2 separate regions of the Acanthopagrus latus genome follow, and region 1 is linked to region 2. The links are chromatin contacts, called in public Hi-C maps. All regions are on one chromosome and are shown on one strand. The core of a region is the stretch at or near the end of the contact, and the rest is flanking DNA. Distances in the headings are between cores, read along the strand shown.

The links. Hi-C and Micro-C count contacts between places; a contact is called where the count stands out from the background.
Region 1: a Hi-C map of muscle shows a contact between it and region 2, with 3 times the contacts expected there. The contact joins the promoter of atp11b here to the promoter of LOC119029335 in region 2. A contact is called at or near these places in 2 of 4 Hi-C or Micro-C datasets (liver and muscle).

The regions. Positions count from the first base shown.
Region 1 is chr11:25,536,163-25,543,313 of fAcaLat1.1, forward strand. It overlaps atp11b (probable phospholipid-transporting ATPase IF), which reads right to left and starts at 5,057. Exons shown (of 31, transcript XR_005077667.1): 1 at 4,718-5,057.
Region 2 is chr11:25,379,670-25,386,778 of fAcaLat1.1, forward strand. It overlaps LOC119029335 (E3 ubiquitin-protein ligase RNF14-like), which reads left to right and starts at 4,244. Exons shown (of 7, transcript XM_037116112.1): 1 at 4,244-6,062; 2 at 6,460-6,590; 3 at 6,733-7,109. The coding sequence starts at 5,867. ankmy1 (ankyrin repeat and MYND domain-containing protein 1) reads left to right here. Exons shown (of 19, transcript XM_037115904.1): 16 at 1-5; 17 at 171-234; 18 at 422-576; 19 at 795-1,764. The coding sequence ends at 997.

The DNA.
Region 1 (7,151 bases), core at 3,807-6,306, 160 kb after region 2:
AAAAATCTGACAGCACTGAAATGCAGATTTATTGTGGTAATTCTTAACCATGCTTAAGTATGTGAATAATGACACGTTGTACTGTAAAGATTAAACTGTTTCTGGTTCATCTTTTATGAACTAGCTAGTGATCTGTTAACTACCAATTAAATATATCAATATTGCAGAAGACTGTTTATCTGATTACATCCAGGGTCATTCAAAGCTTACAAAATTACAGAGCAAGACCAGAGATGGCTGATAGAGCAAAATCTTCCTACTGGCCAATGTCTGATGCAACTTAAATGTTTTTCAAAATCTACATAAAATAGCACTATTCTTCACATGATTTGGATTATAAATGTCAGTGCAGCACAACTGCAAGAGATCAATTATGTTCTGTAACAGGATGAGAGTGAGAAAAGATGGCCTGTTGTGATCATATACACAATTCACCACCGAGAAAAACACTAAGTGGTCAACTGACAACTTCCTGCTCCTCCGAACAACAGTAAAAAATTATTTCTAACCTAAATGGTAAATATTCAAAAGTACAGCCAAGTCACATGAGGTTCACCTTTGGACTAAGACTGAAATGTTCACTTTAACTTTTTATTCAATGGGATATAGCAGGGATATTTCAAATCAAATTAAGAGCATTTAATGTCCCAGTGTTATGGCCTATCCTGAATCAACCTAGAGTGTTAAAGCCAAAATACACCATTTAGTACAGCACCATACCAACTGTGGCTAGATGTGCGCCCCGCCTGCAACACCTCCTACTATTGTCCTATTATTTAGTCTCAACCCCTCTTAAAATCTTTCCAGAGAAAAGGCTATGGTACGTCAATACAGGCATTATTTATTTATTAGTTTGTCGCTTGCTTTAACTTATAGTTTCAACTATTTCCTACAAAGGTTAAGTAAATAAAATCCACTCTCAGGCTTCTGTTGGAGTTCCTTTGGCAGCTCAACCTCCATCCTTACCTTTTGCTGTTGCCGTATTTCTTTATTTAGAACAATGGATAAGAAGAAACTATTTAGTAAGGTGTTATGCTATGCTATGCTATGCTATGCTATGCTATGCTATAGGGTTACAGAAAAATTTTCTCCCACAATGTGTGCGGTCTTCCTGTTGTTGCTTTGCTATGTGACACCAGGATGTATGTACATACGCATCATATAGAAGACAATAATGGCCCACAATATTTTGGTTTTGTCAGCATATTAGTCTTATATAATGACAATGAGAATACAATTATGCTACATGTAGAGAGTGCCATGCTGTGTTCACTTTAAGATGTATAAAACATGCTATAGCACACGAGTGATGGATGGAGCTTATTGATGATTTCCAAGACACACATCCTATCATTTAACTGTATGACTTATTATGACTTTTTCATACTACCAGATTTTTCAGATTTATCCAACAACCTTGACATTTGGAGACCAACAGTAATGTTGATGAACCAAAGTCTTAGCTTGATGGTAAGAATGTTAGCTTCAGTGTTTTGGGACTGCCTATAGCTGGAAATAAAAGAAATGTCTGAAAACTGTATAGGGGTGATGTCATACTTGGCTGATGTATAGGCATGACTGGCACATATAAGGGGCACCATTCCATTTCTTGTGCATACTTTCCGCAGGTGAAATAATACAAATAATAATTATAATAATAATTTTTTATTTTTATTTTGACTCATGACTCTCGTGTCCCCATCAATTTGTAGGGCGACAGGTAATTACTCCCTGAATAAGGTCTACAGGTCCCACAGTGCCTTGGGGGAATCGTGGCTGAGAACAATAGCTCGGCGACAGACTAATGCATCACATCTAAGGCAAAACACTGTATCATTGACTATAACACATTTAATCAAATGGGATGAGCTAATTGGAGATGGAAAGGGAGAGAGGGGGTGTTGAATGAAGAGCAAGTGATGAAGAAGTAGTGCGACATAAAGAGGAAGACAGAACAACAGACTATCCATAGTCAGGGGCAGTAGGTACCGCTATTGACGATAAATGGTACTGATGACAACAGCAATACTAACATGAGTACAGGCTACCAAGCATAACAAAGTGTGGCAAGAAATGAAAAGCCAGAAGCAGTGCTACATATGATAAGAAAATTAACTTTATCAAGGATTTCATGGGCTACATAATTATCTTAGCTTTTCTGCTTGGTTACAGTGGATTATTAGGGTTGTGGCAGCAATAACTGAGAATGATCCTGAATGAGACAACAAACGGGTTCGACATCCTGTTAGCTTAACAGGCTAAAATGTATGATGGTATGTAATATACAATTAACATTGATTTACATGACCATCTCTATTACCCACTTCTTACATCACACAGCTAAAGTTTTATTTTCATTTAAGCTTTCAGAGACTGAAACCTGATTGAGACGCAGATGAATTCATAATAATAATTAATCATCTCTTTTTGTTTGTCTTATAAAACTGTTTTTGCTTGATAATGCAGTGGTTAGCAATGACTATTTTGAATACTCTTAACCCTAGCGCAATCATCCAAAATCCTGCATCAGCCATACTAGGCCTTGCAGCAGAAAAGCGTTACACAAGTGAAATAAGCCCAAGCAATATCAGAGTACACAAACAATATACCTGTATAATACATAACTTTAGTTACGTGAATTTGGTAGTGTCTAGCACTGAAAAGGCTGCGGAATTCTGAACATGTGAGTTAATTTTTATCCCATGTAAGTATGGACTGAGTGCTGCTTGGGAGGTAGATAATCAATGTAGAAACTTGCTATGCTTTGGGAAATGCCGAGCAATTATGTCTACACTGCAAATTGTGATTCTTCATTGGAAATGCTGGAGTGAACAAAAATCTCCATGTCATACTGGAAGAACAAGATGTCTAGGGCTGTTCCCAGTTGCAACTGTTGCTTGCACTGTAATTATGGTAGCTCTCTTCTGATGTAAATGCAGCATTACTAGTATGTCAGCACTGCTGATGGAAGAGGAGTGGCATTAAAAACCTGCCACACTTTCAGTGAACACTCTCTCACCCTCACCCTCACCCTTCCTGCTTCTTAATGTGGACCAGTATCACTAGAAAGAAACTGATAAGCCATATGTGACGGGAAAAACATCGCTGCATGACTTTTCAGCTGATATCAAGGTCAGACAAATGCCCCACACTAACTTTTTCATTAGCACAGTTGTATTAAGATGCATTTTAATTACACTTTTAATTAACTGGGCAGGTCAATTATACAGGGTGGGTCAAAATAACCGGCTATCTCAAATTAGGAGGAGGGCGGCTACCGCTTTTATCAAGTGTAACTCTCTATGGTACTCCCAACAATAGCGAAGGCCAAAATTAACCCCCGACAGCATGTAGGAAACTTTTAAGAACAGAATGACAAACTTACAGCTGCAGGAGAGTCTCTCTAACCTAACCTCAAGCACAGGGTGTACTCAGTGACAGAAGACATGGGAACTCAGAAACACCTTAACATTGATTAAACTCACTGCCTTGTGGTGCCATCAACTGTTTGACCAATGTGTGACTAATATGATAATATGCTCTCATTCATTCATTCATTCGTTCCCATGGGTATGCCCCTATCACAAGCTCGCACTCTTCCTCCACTGGTCACACAACTCTGATTTAGACTGGAGCTACTTCCTATAAAAACTTTAAACCCTACTTTGACAAACATAAATACTAGCATATAACCATTATGTCAATGCAGCACGACCAAAAACAAATCATTCATTCCTCCAGCATAAAACACACCTCAGTCTATCGTCTAGGCCCCAGTGACTCCCTCTCTGTACTGGCAACATCAGTTAAAACCAAGGTAGTTATTACCATATTCACCCCCCCAATATTACCCCAAATCGAACAGGATTGATTAGCCTGACATGGACCATTATTGTCCTTTAAATGTTCTGGCCATTGTACGCCTTTAACTGTCAATGCGTCAACACACAGCCGTGTTTGTAGGCAAACAACAGGTGATTACAGCAAACACAGAATGATTTCCACCGTTGACCATATGCGATCATTAAAACACCGTCGACTTTAAATCCTAGTAGCCAGTACATACAGATATGCACTGAGAACTCACTTAGAGACATTTAGCCGATCTAAAGGTATTACGAAAGTTAAAAATGACAGATAATAAATAAGTTATTAAGCTTCAGAATTGACATTAATATCTAAAGAGCTGTTAAAGTTAGTTTGTCGGTGCTCTTGACACGATTAAGAATAGTCAGTAAGAATAAAACAACTCCTGAGGACTTCACGTTGGACGACGAGAAGTTAGCAACGCTGACGTTAACGCTCAAGTTTCTTAGCCAGCTAGGTAGCGTTAACTTAGTTAACTGTTAACTCTCAGTGAGCATTTTTACAATGGCAAACGTTTTAGAAAACTTCTATCAAGTAACAACTACACCTAAAACTTAACCCTGGTGTGTTTAGGTCTCGACTCAAATAGCTTTGTCAGACCTGTGTCAGCTAATTAACGGCAGCTAACTGGGAAGGTAGCTAACCCAACCTACACCTGACTGTCATCACAGCGAGACAGTCAACAATGTTTTGGACACATCGGCAACAGCTAGCTAGTTGGGTTAGCTTGCTAAATGCCACCGAAATAAAGTTCATAAAGATTTCCGTTTGACAAACCCCGTGTTAAGTAACTGCTTTTGTAAGATATTGCGTCCTAGCGCTATGAAAAAAGGTAAGAGAGCAGTTTTACCAGCTGCTGTCGTATCCACCGTAGCATCCTTGCGAAAATACGTTCGAAGTAGCCAGCAGAGTCGCTAGCCCAGCGCTAGCAACTAGCTACTCCAACAAAACCGTCCCGAACCATAAATAATTCCCCCCGAAGGCAGCTCTTCTCAGTCGCATTACGCGACACATTCATGCAGTGTAACTATGCAAAACAATAAATCCGGTCTTTCCCATTCCGTGTTGATGTTGGACAAATGATCCCCGGTAAAAGTGACAGACGACTGACCACGGAGTCCCAGCAAGCTGCACTACATCTCTGCTCTGCCACGATCAGTCTTACCCTGCCAGTACACTGCTCTGAGCAGACAGTGGCAGCTCTCTAGCGGCCTCTCAACGCCCCCTGCCTGTCTGCAGTCACCAAAAAAAAAAAAGGATAGATAGATAGATAGATAGATAGATAGATAGATAGATAGATAGATAGATAGATAGATAGATAGATAGATAGATAGATAGATAGATATTTATTGCACGAGTATTTTATTGCACACAAAAACTGCAAACATTTATTTATGTTTTCACTGGGAACAAATTGAACCTCACAGCAGGCTATCTTTGGGCAGCCCTGATTTAAATGCATGAATGCAACAAGTCCATGATGTTTATACAATACAGATGTGGATAGTAATAAACAAGGCTGTATTACAAACTTGATAAATGCTCCATGATAAGGGCTCCATGATGAAACTAATAATGGCTGAAATCCTCTCAGCTGCTTTAGTTTAGTTTATGCTGGCTCAAACCGTCATGGCCGACTGGGGCCCTCAAATGGTGGTATTATTAGCCTGTGTGCTTGTTTTACTCTGACAAGTAAAAAAAAGTCTGAAGGACAGTGTATTTTGAGGGTGGCGAAATCTCATTTTTGGATCAGCTGATTTTTATACCATTTCCTCTGATACTCCTAATGGAGACCCAGAGAATCATTTTTGCCCCGGGTCTCCCAGCCAGTTAATCCGCCCATGTCTATAGTAAGAACATTTGCAGAATGTCAGTGACCAGCAAAACCTACAATAAGTAACCATTTGAACATTGTGTGTAGCTGTGGAGCAGAAATGAGGGCACATGTTGCTGTCTCACTTCTTTTTTATTTATGTTTGTCTTCTTCATAATGTGCTGAAGGGCCCTGGACGTACACCACATGAAGATGTACTGTATATATTGCAGTGGTGCTATGAAACTGCAGAGTCTTCTCAGCCACTTATACTGTATACACCAAATAGTTAGAATGCAGGGCTCTGAGTCATATCTAGATTGCTTACTGGGCACTTTTAGTGAATACTCTCTGCCAACAGAGTGGTGGAGACTTAAAGAGGATTTGCTTACTCCAAGAGTGTTTTAGATATCTTAAGCCAAAGAGAATTTGTTTGTCATCTCCTGGAATGACTCCTGACTGAATATGAGCTGAAAAACTCTCCCTTACACAGTCATTCATAGCCCCGCTTGTCTCTTTCTCCACAGTCTGTCAGTGACGCCATCCAGTCACTCTGTGGCTCCGTAATGTCTCTTGTAAGGCATCTCACATAAAGTGAGGTCATCCTCGTATTAGTGGCGCTGTCCCGGTGATTAATTCATTCCTGTTCCCTCCCTCCTCTGAGACTTGGCTGCAGCACAGCCAATAGGTCAATAATGTACAGACAATAAACGACAGCTACCACACAGGGAGGATGAGACATGCTCGGACGGTTGAAAATGTAAGTGCGCGGAAAATCTGTCTGTGCTGTGTTCTCTCTGAATTGAGTCAATATGCTCTCCGCGATTGAAAACACTGAAGAGATGTTCCCGTCAGTGGCAGGAGGATGCAGTGTAATCAGTGAAATCAATGTATTCCAGCAGCGATGTCTGGAGCAGAATGGCTGCAGCTGCCCAGCACTCAAGGGGTTTTATTCTCCCTCTTTCTGGCCTCCTGACTGAAATCGAGAAACATACAGCATTTGCATGTTTTTGCATCATTCTCAGCACCCTCACGTTTCCTCCGTAAGGTGCTCATGTGACTCAGCTCACCGCCACACAAACCTCGTCCCCATACTGGCCCCTCCATCGTGAAAGCCGTTTTAAAAGCCAGGAAAAAAAAAACAAAAAACAGAGAAGCGAAGTCAAACGCCACCAACACGCATTTATCTCCAGGATTAAAAGAGCTTAAGGCCACTCTGTGAGTCAGCAGGGTAAGGCACTGAGTGTGCCACAGTGTTTGCAACATCTCCGGGTTCAAGCCTCACTCATCTGTCACACACAATAGCCAGAGTCACATGCCTTTTTTGTGTTATTTCCACAGTATGTCGAGCAAAAGCAGAAATATCCCTCACTCATTTGAAAAAGACAGCATTACTCCGCAAATCCTGCAGGTAATCCGCTATCTGTCTCTGTTTGTGTGCCAGTCCCGAGCCCAGTGGTCCTACCCATGT
Region 2 (7,109 bases), core at 2,994-5,493:
TGCAGGCAAGAGGGAGCGAGAGAATACAGAGCGAGAGCAACAATGTATCTGTCTTTTTTTTTTTTTTGGAAGACAAAAACATGACTATTATTTTGTGTTTTTGAGTATAACTGTAAATCATAGTTTGTGTGTGTGTGTGTGTGTGCTTGTTTACTATGATTATGTAACAGGTGCTGCTTCCTCAAATGCTGCCCTTCCCTGTGAAAGTCTACCACCTATAACAGAAAAACACAGGTACAAACACAGACACACATGTAAGGCACCAACTCTTTTCTTTTTCTTCTCGCAGTTATTTTTTTCTAGTACTTTGTCCAACTCAAAATCAAATTTTAGAGTTTTTTTCAAGAGTTGAGAGACAAAATAAAGAACTACAAGTCTTCCAGGTGCCTTTTCCTAATTCTGTATGTGTGTATTTTTTTAGGAAACCACTGTTTAAGTTCTGCTATCACTGCGGTCGCTCTGTGTCTGTGGTGCTGACCCCTTGTAGCCGCTGCCACAAGGTCTACTACTGCTCCAGGAGCTGCAAACTGAAAGCCTGGGATAAACTACACAAGGATGAGTGTGTCCTGGTGTCAGGTGGGTATCAGGGCTACTCTGTCCAACACTTAGAACCCAGCAAACCCAAACAAAACCAGCATCCAAAGCCTACCCCTTTTTTTTTACTTTCCCATTGTGTTTTTTGAATCCTTGATGTAGGTAGATGAAGTCATGCTCTGGATGATGTAGATTATCTCGAAAATGTGGTTTTGTCTTATGGATGTAAATGCTTTGACTGTTTGTCTCTCTTAATCCAGCATCTGCTAAAGGCATCCAGAAGAATGTTATGTATAAATCCCAAAGAAGACCAAGGCCCCTGACTGTCATGGTAGATTCCAAAACCGTCTCCCAGCCCTTGAGTGTCAAGTTTAAATCCCAAAGAGTCCCCAAGCCCATGAGCATGGCAGAAAAGGTTTTGGGGAGCAAAATCAACCCAAATGAAAACTACAGCTGCAACTGATGGACACTGAAGTGCAACTTTATCTACCTAATATTACAGTCCACTTCTGTTATATGACTTATTTCTCTGGAGTCTTAACTTCATATTAAGCAGAATAATGATGACATATTTTGTGCCACGATCATTTCTTATTTATACCTGTAGGTTTACAGTTCTAATATTGTAACATAGTCTAATACTGTCTGCAAACACTGAATGGCTGCGTTAGGAACCAGTTGCAGATTTCTGCATTTGACTTCTGTCATATGAAAATGTTCAGACTAACACTCTTGCTGTTGTTAATCTTCAATGGATTAAACATTAGCTTTGCGAGTTAATAAGTAAGAAAGTACAACAATAGTTGTATGTTCCACTTTTCCAGAGCTTTCAATTGCATCTCAATTCCAATGCTGTTAACTTGATCTCAAAGTGTTCATCAACAGCCGAAGTCGTTTCAGTAGTCATGAAGATGATTCAGCTGCCCTTGTAATAAAATCATGTGATGACAACTTATAACTTCTATAAGGAGCCAACTCCAATTGGTGTGGAAGACCTTGAGATGTGGTTAAAAGCTCCAGAAAAAAAAAAAAAAATCTTGTAAGTGAAAGTGTTCAGACTTGTTTTCTTTATCAAACTCCTGTTCCCAAATCAAGACTGAACTTGAATTTAAAGCTGAAGTTAGCAGTTAAGTATCGCATATGGGATCTTTTCTTGCCCAATCCCTGTACCTCTAATCAACCTAGCATTATACTGTAAATGTAAGTGAAGAATAAATGTGCACACAATTACTAGTTGTTCCTAATATGATGAAAATTGTCACTTATTATCAGGTACCTTTTGGCTTGCCCTAACCCCTTCCAGTGAAGGTCGATACATTAAGCCAGTCTGCCCAATGCTTTGGTCCAGAGAAAGTTACCCTGATAGGTACTGACTGGACTATAATGACATTTGCTGATTATGATAATGTTTATGGTACCACAAGATTGACTCGTGCTACCCTATGTGACCGTTGCATGTTTTTCTGACACCACCACCATCAGGTCAAGTTGTCCTTTTGGACACAGTGAATATCAAAATCGGTTCTCGGAACATTCATTCCCCACACAGAATGAATCATTTCTTTCTTTAGTCACTCACTGTGGGCTTTCCTTCACCTCTTCACAGGGTCAGCTGTAACACTGAGCTGAAATGGCTTTTCCTGTGGTGCCACCATCAGGACAAACATTATACTTCAATTCAATTCAATTCAATTCAAATAATTTCATTTGTCCCCGGGGGACAATTAAAGGCAGGTCAAGTAGTTGCACACAGACACAAACACTTGTTGTGTAGGGTTGGGTTGGAAAAGATGTAGCAACAGCAACTTGTAAAGACTGATTCAGGACTCTCCAAGATGACACGTGACAAGTGAATCTGAGGGACATGAGATTATCAGTGGGGAAGAGGAGGTTTTTGTTTTTGTTTTTTCAAAGAGTAAAAAACAGTTCGCATTTGTGTGAATACTTTATACTAAAAACATTTGACTGAAACCTTTAAATGAAACCTGAGAGATTAAGAGCGGAATGACAAACAGGCCAAAGGCGTTTAATCAGTGAATTGTGCTTTTTTTATCCAACATCATAATCAGAAAAATAACCAACAACTAGCGATGTTCCGATACTATTTTTTCCCTCCCGATACCAATTCCGACACTTTTACTGTGGGTAACAGCCGATAACGATACATTTTTAAATAGTCCAGTATTTAACAAATAATAAATTACGTGGTATCAGATTGGTGCCTGGACTCCAGTACTCGCTGATACCGATGCCAGCATTTTGGGCATTATTGGAGGCAGTTCTGATACTGATATCGGAATCGGAACAACTCTACTAATTACCAGTGGTGGAATAAAACTACAAACAAGTAGTGTACTTAAGTATACCTTGAAGTATTTAGATATGAGCATTTTCTGCAACTTCAACTTCGCCATATTTTGGATGCAAATACTTTTTAATCCACTACATTTTTTTTTTGATAACCCGAGGCAGCCCGACACACCAGCATGAATTGTCTGCCCGAACTCGGCCTGAACCCAGCCCCCACGTGCCTGCATTGTTTTCCTCAAGGGTGAATTCACCTGTGGCAAGTTTACTTTTAGCCAATTCCATCTCCCCCAGCGAGGCTATAGGCGTGAGTACGTCACGCAGCAGCGTCAGGTCTGCGTCTGCCCCTCCCCATGAAGCATGCAGCCAGACTTACTCTTCACCTCACGTGAACAGCGATTGATTCACAACAGACAATATATGATTTAATTTACAACCTGCAAGAAATGTGTTTTATGAAACTAGTGCAGTGCCTGTAGGAAGTATGTATTCCTATAGAGAAGTGGGAGGTTAAGTAGCTATTTCATGGACGACCAAATGAGGCTTTGTTTGAAGGTGGGACATCAGGGATATTTAGGTTTGTTGTGAAATCCGATATTCCAAGGTATATTTGGTGTCATTATTTTCAGCACGACCTCACATGTGTGACTGTACAGTTATGTTTTTTATTTTGACATACTGTATTAACACAATGGACCTGAATGAGGAGCTGCACTGCCTGTTCCACATTCAGCAGTCTCATTGTTTTGACTCATTAAACAAAAAACTGACTCTACTACACACTAAACACACTACACCGAACACTACATAACACACTAACTATACACTGTCATTCTGTCATTCATCCGCCTACGTCCCTCCCACAACTTCCCCTGTTCCTCAACAACCAAACTACTGCTTGGACACAAAGCAAACGTGAAGAAAATGTACGCAAAAAAGTGTGGTGGACATCATTTACCCTAAGTCCGCAGATTCCGATTCCACTTTTTTGTCCGCGCGTCTCCAGATCTCCTCAGACCCAAACAGACTCGATCCGAACTCATTAATCCACAACAGTCAATTTAGATGCACAGAACATAACAGGACTGAACCACCGGCAAAATCCCGGTCCAGCTCGCGCCGCTGCAGGTATAAATCCGCTTGTTGTCATGGGTTTGGGCTCTGCAGTGATTGGCTCTGTTGCGGTGACTACAGTTAGCAATGCTGGACGAATTGGTAAAGCATTTACAAAATAAATTATTAACGGTATCATTCAGTCCAAACAAATGCAATGTTGCACAACCTTGAACCAAGCAGCAGCCATGTGGAAACTCTCAGGTCAGTCTGATCCTGATCTGCAGAGATATTTGAGGAACAGACTCACACACACACACACACACACACACACACACACACACACACACACACACACACTGCTTTTATAGAGAGATGTGTTTTCTTAAAAAGGAAGCACCAGCACACCACAGCATAGCGGACAGCACTGGCCAAAACATCCAGAGCATAGTCCGGCAGATGTTTAAGGACCAGAAAAGTTATCTCAGGAAATAGAGATGACTCTGTCCCTTCCTCCACAATGTCCACACTGACCCCCTGGATGTAAACAGGGGTCAACAGCACCTTGGTCCTCCTCAGGTCCACAACCAGTCCTCGGTCTTTGTCACACTGAGCTGTAGATGGTTCCGCTCACGACAAGTTGTCCACAGTGGTCCTGAAGTCATCCTCAGTACCTTCCCTGATACATCAAACTCAAGGTGGGCGTAAACACAGTTGAGCAGGTAGATGGTGGCACGCTCAACTCCCAAGTTGGTGCTGAACTGTAGAGGGAGAGGAGCTGTATGCATTCTCCACGTTGGCACACAGCAAGCCGTATGCAGCTGTAACCATGGTGACGTGGTCGAATCCACCCAAGATAGAGATGAACGTGCCGGGTGTTGAGTCTGTGACCAGGCTGTGGTGGAGTGGATGATGTCGTATGTGATATATATTACCAAAGGGAGGAATGTAAACAGTCACCACAGCAACATGTGAAAACAACTTCAATGTCCAGTCAACAGACAGTAACATTTGGATATTACCACAACAAATGCATGCACTGGAGTACAAAGTGGCCTACAGTAGGCAATTTGCCTCTGACATGATGTGAATTATGAAGTAGCATAAAATGGAAATACTCAAGTAAAGTGCAAGGTGACGGCCTCAGGAATTATACTTACGTACAGCATGAATAAATTATTACGTTAAATTTGACTATTGTTTATTCCGCATTCTAATATGTACTTTCCCTCTTCTTTACCTCTTTCACTGTCACTATTTTTATACCTCACTGGCAAAACATTTCTGTGACATTTGTATTATTTCTTAATGCAGAAGTCACACAAATATCTTGTGCTTGTTTGGATGCGCAGTGGTTGGTTGTGATTCTTAAGGGTAAAGTTTCTCCCAGTGTTCATGCTCAACTGTTGCCATGGTAGCATGAGCGTGCCTGCGTCGGCACACCTCCGAAGAAGTACCTGTTTCTCATTTGCATTTAAAGAGACAGGCACTCAAAACCGACTGTTGTGAACAAGGCTGTTTTGGCAGGGTTATTAAACTGTTACGAACTGCTACTGTGCTTCATCCTTATGATATATTGACCAAAAAGCATGTCACAGACATTTCATTAGGACTCCAGGGAACTAGGTTAACTTGTAGAAACAGAGAATAATATGAGTTCTTTAAATGACTCATCGTGATTGACGTTGACCTGTTTTGCATTACAGTAACACCAGCACTGTAGACTGTAGTTACCGCTGTAGGCTGAGCCTTGCGTCAGGCACGTGAGTCAACAGAGAGACGGGCACCGACCTCAGACCAGGAACAGACCAGACCCACTGACTCAGAACGGCGCGAGACTTAACAGGGAACTCCAAACTACAGCGCGAAATTAACGTCCAGCAGGAAAACTAAATACTATTTTTTAACAACCAGAGCGAGGAGGAGGAGGAGGAGGAAGTGCAGTCTGCCCCGGTGTTTGGGAGCGAGAGGAATGGGCGCGGACATCCAGGAGCAGGAGGACGAACTGCTCGCTCTCCACAGTATCTTTGGTTCGGATGAGTTTCTCCGGGATGAGTCGAAGTTTGCCGGAGAACTCCGAGTGTGTGTCGAGCTGCCTTCCGCCTTCACTGTGGCTCTGAAAGAAGGTAAACAGGCCGAGTTGGGAACAAGGCTGTGGAGCTTTAAATGTCAGTATTGATAATATGATGTTTTCATACTGTGCACAATATACCTGTGCGCGGAAAATTAAAAGAGCCACATTGCGAGGTCATTTCTATAAACAGTAGTAAATGTAAAACGTAAAGGTAAATGTCGTTACATTTCAGCACTGATTAATTATCAAAATATTATATATTTATTTTATAAAATAAAAATCATGTTTAGAAAAAATATGATAAACCCCCCCCCCCCCCCCCCCAAAAAACAAAACAAAACAAAACAAAACAAAAAAACCTCAAACTTAGAGTCGAGACTAAAACTAAGTGATAAGTGCGGATGCGTAGGTGTGTCCACACCAGAAAAAGAAGGTGAACAAAAAAAATGTGTCTTTGGTTATTGTTTATTAACTCTGTGCATGTCTCTTAGGTGAAACGCTGAGCCAGTACGAGATATCGTTCCTCCCTCCTCTCCTTCTGACCTTTGGGCTCCCTGAGGACTACCCATCCTCCTCTCCTCCCTCCTTCACCCTCACCTGCAGCTGGCTGACACACTCACAGGTAATCAGTAGAAGCGAAGTGGGTCAATTCAAACATCATTGGTTGCATTTACAACCTGCCGGTGACTGAGCCAGAGAGATTACTTTTGATTGCAGAGGGTCAGTGAAGATTACATCAGTCTGTTTGCCCTCTCCTCCTGCAGCTCTCTGCACTGAGTGCTCAGCTCACCGATCTCTTCAAGGCCACCAGAGGCGCTGTGGTGCTCTTCAGCTGGGTGCAGTTTCTCAAGGAAGATGCCCTCAGGTTCCTGGACATCAATACTCTGCTGGAGCTCCCCTCGGGTGACAGCAGCACACAGAACTGTAGCCAGGACTCATTAGATGTTGCACTCTCAAAACCAAAGAATAACAAACACACTCCGACCACAGCACCGGCAGATACTCAAAGTCTGGACCTCTCTGCATTGGCACTGGAAGCTGAACAGACCCTCCAAACTTCGGAGATTAAGGCTGGCTGCCAGGATGATCAGCCTAAACAAACCAGCCAGGAAGATTTCTTAAATGAAGGGAGTGTTTTGCT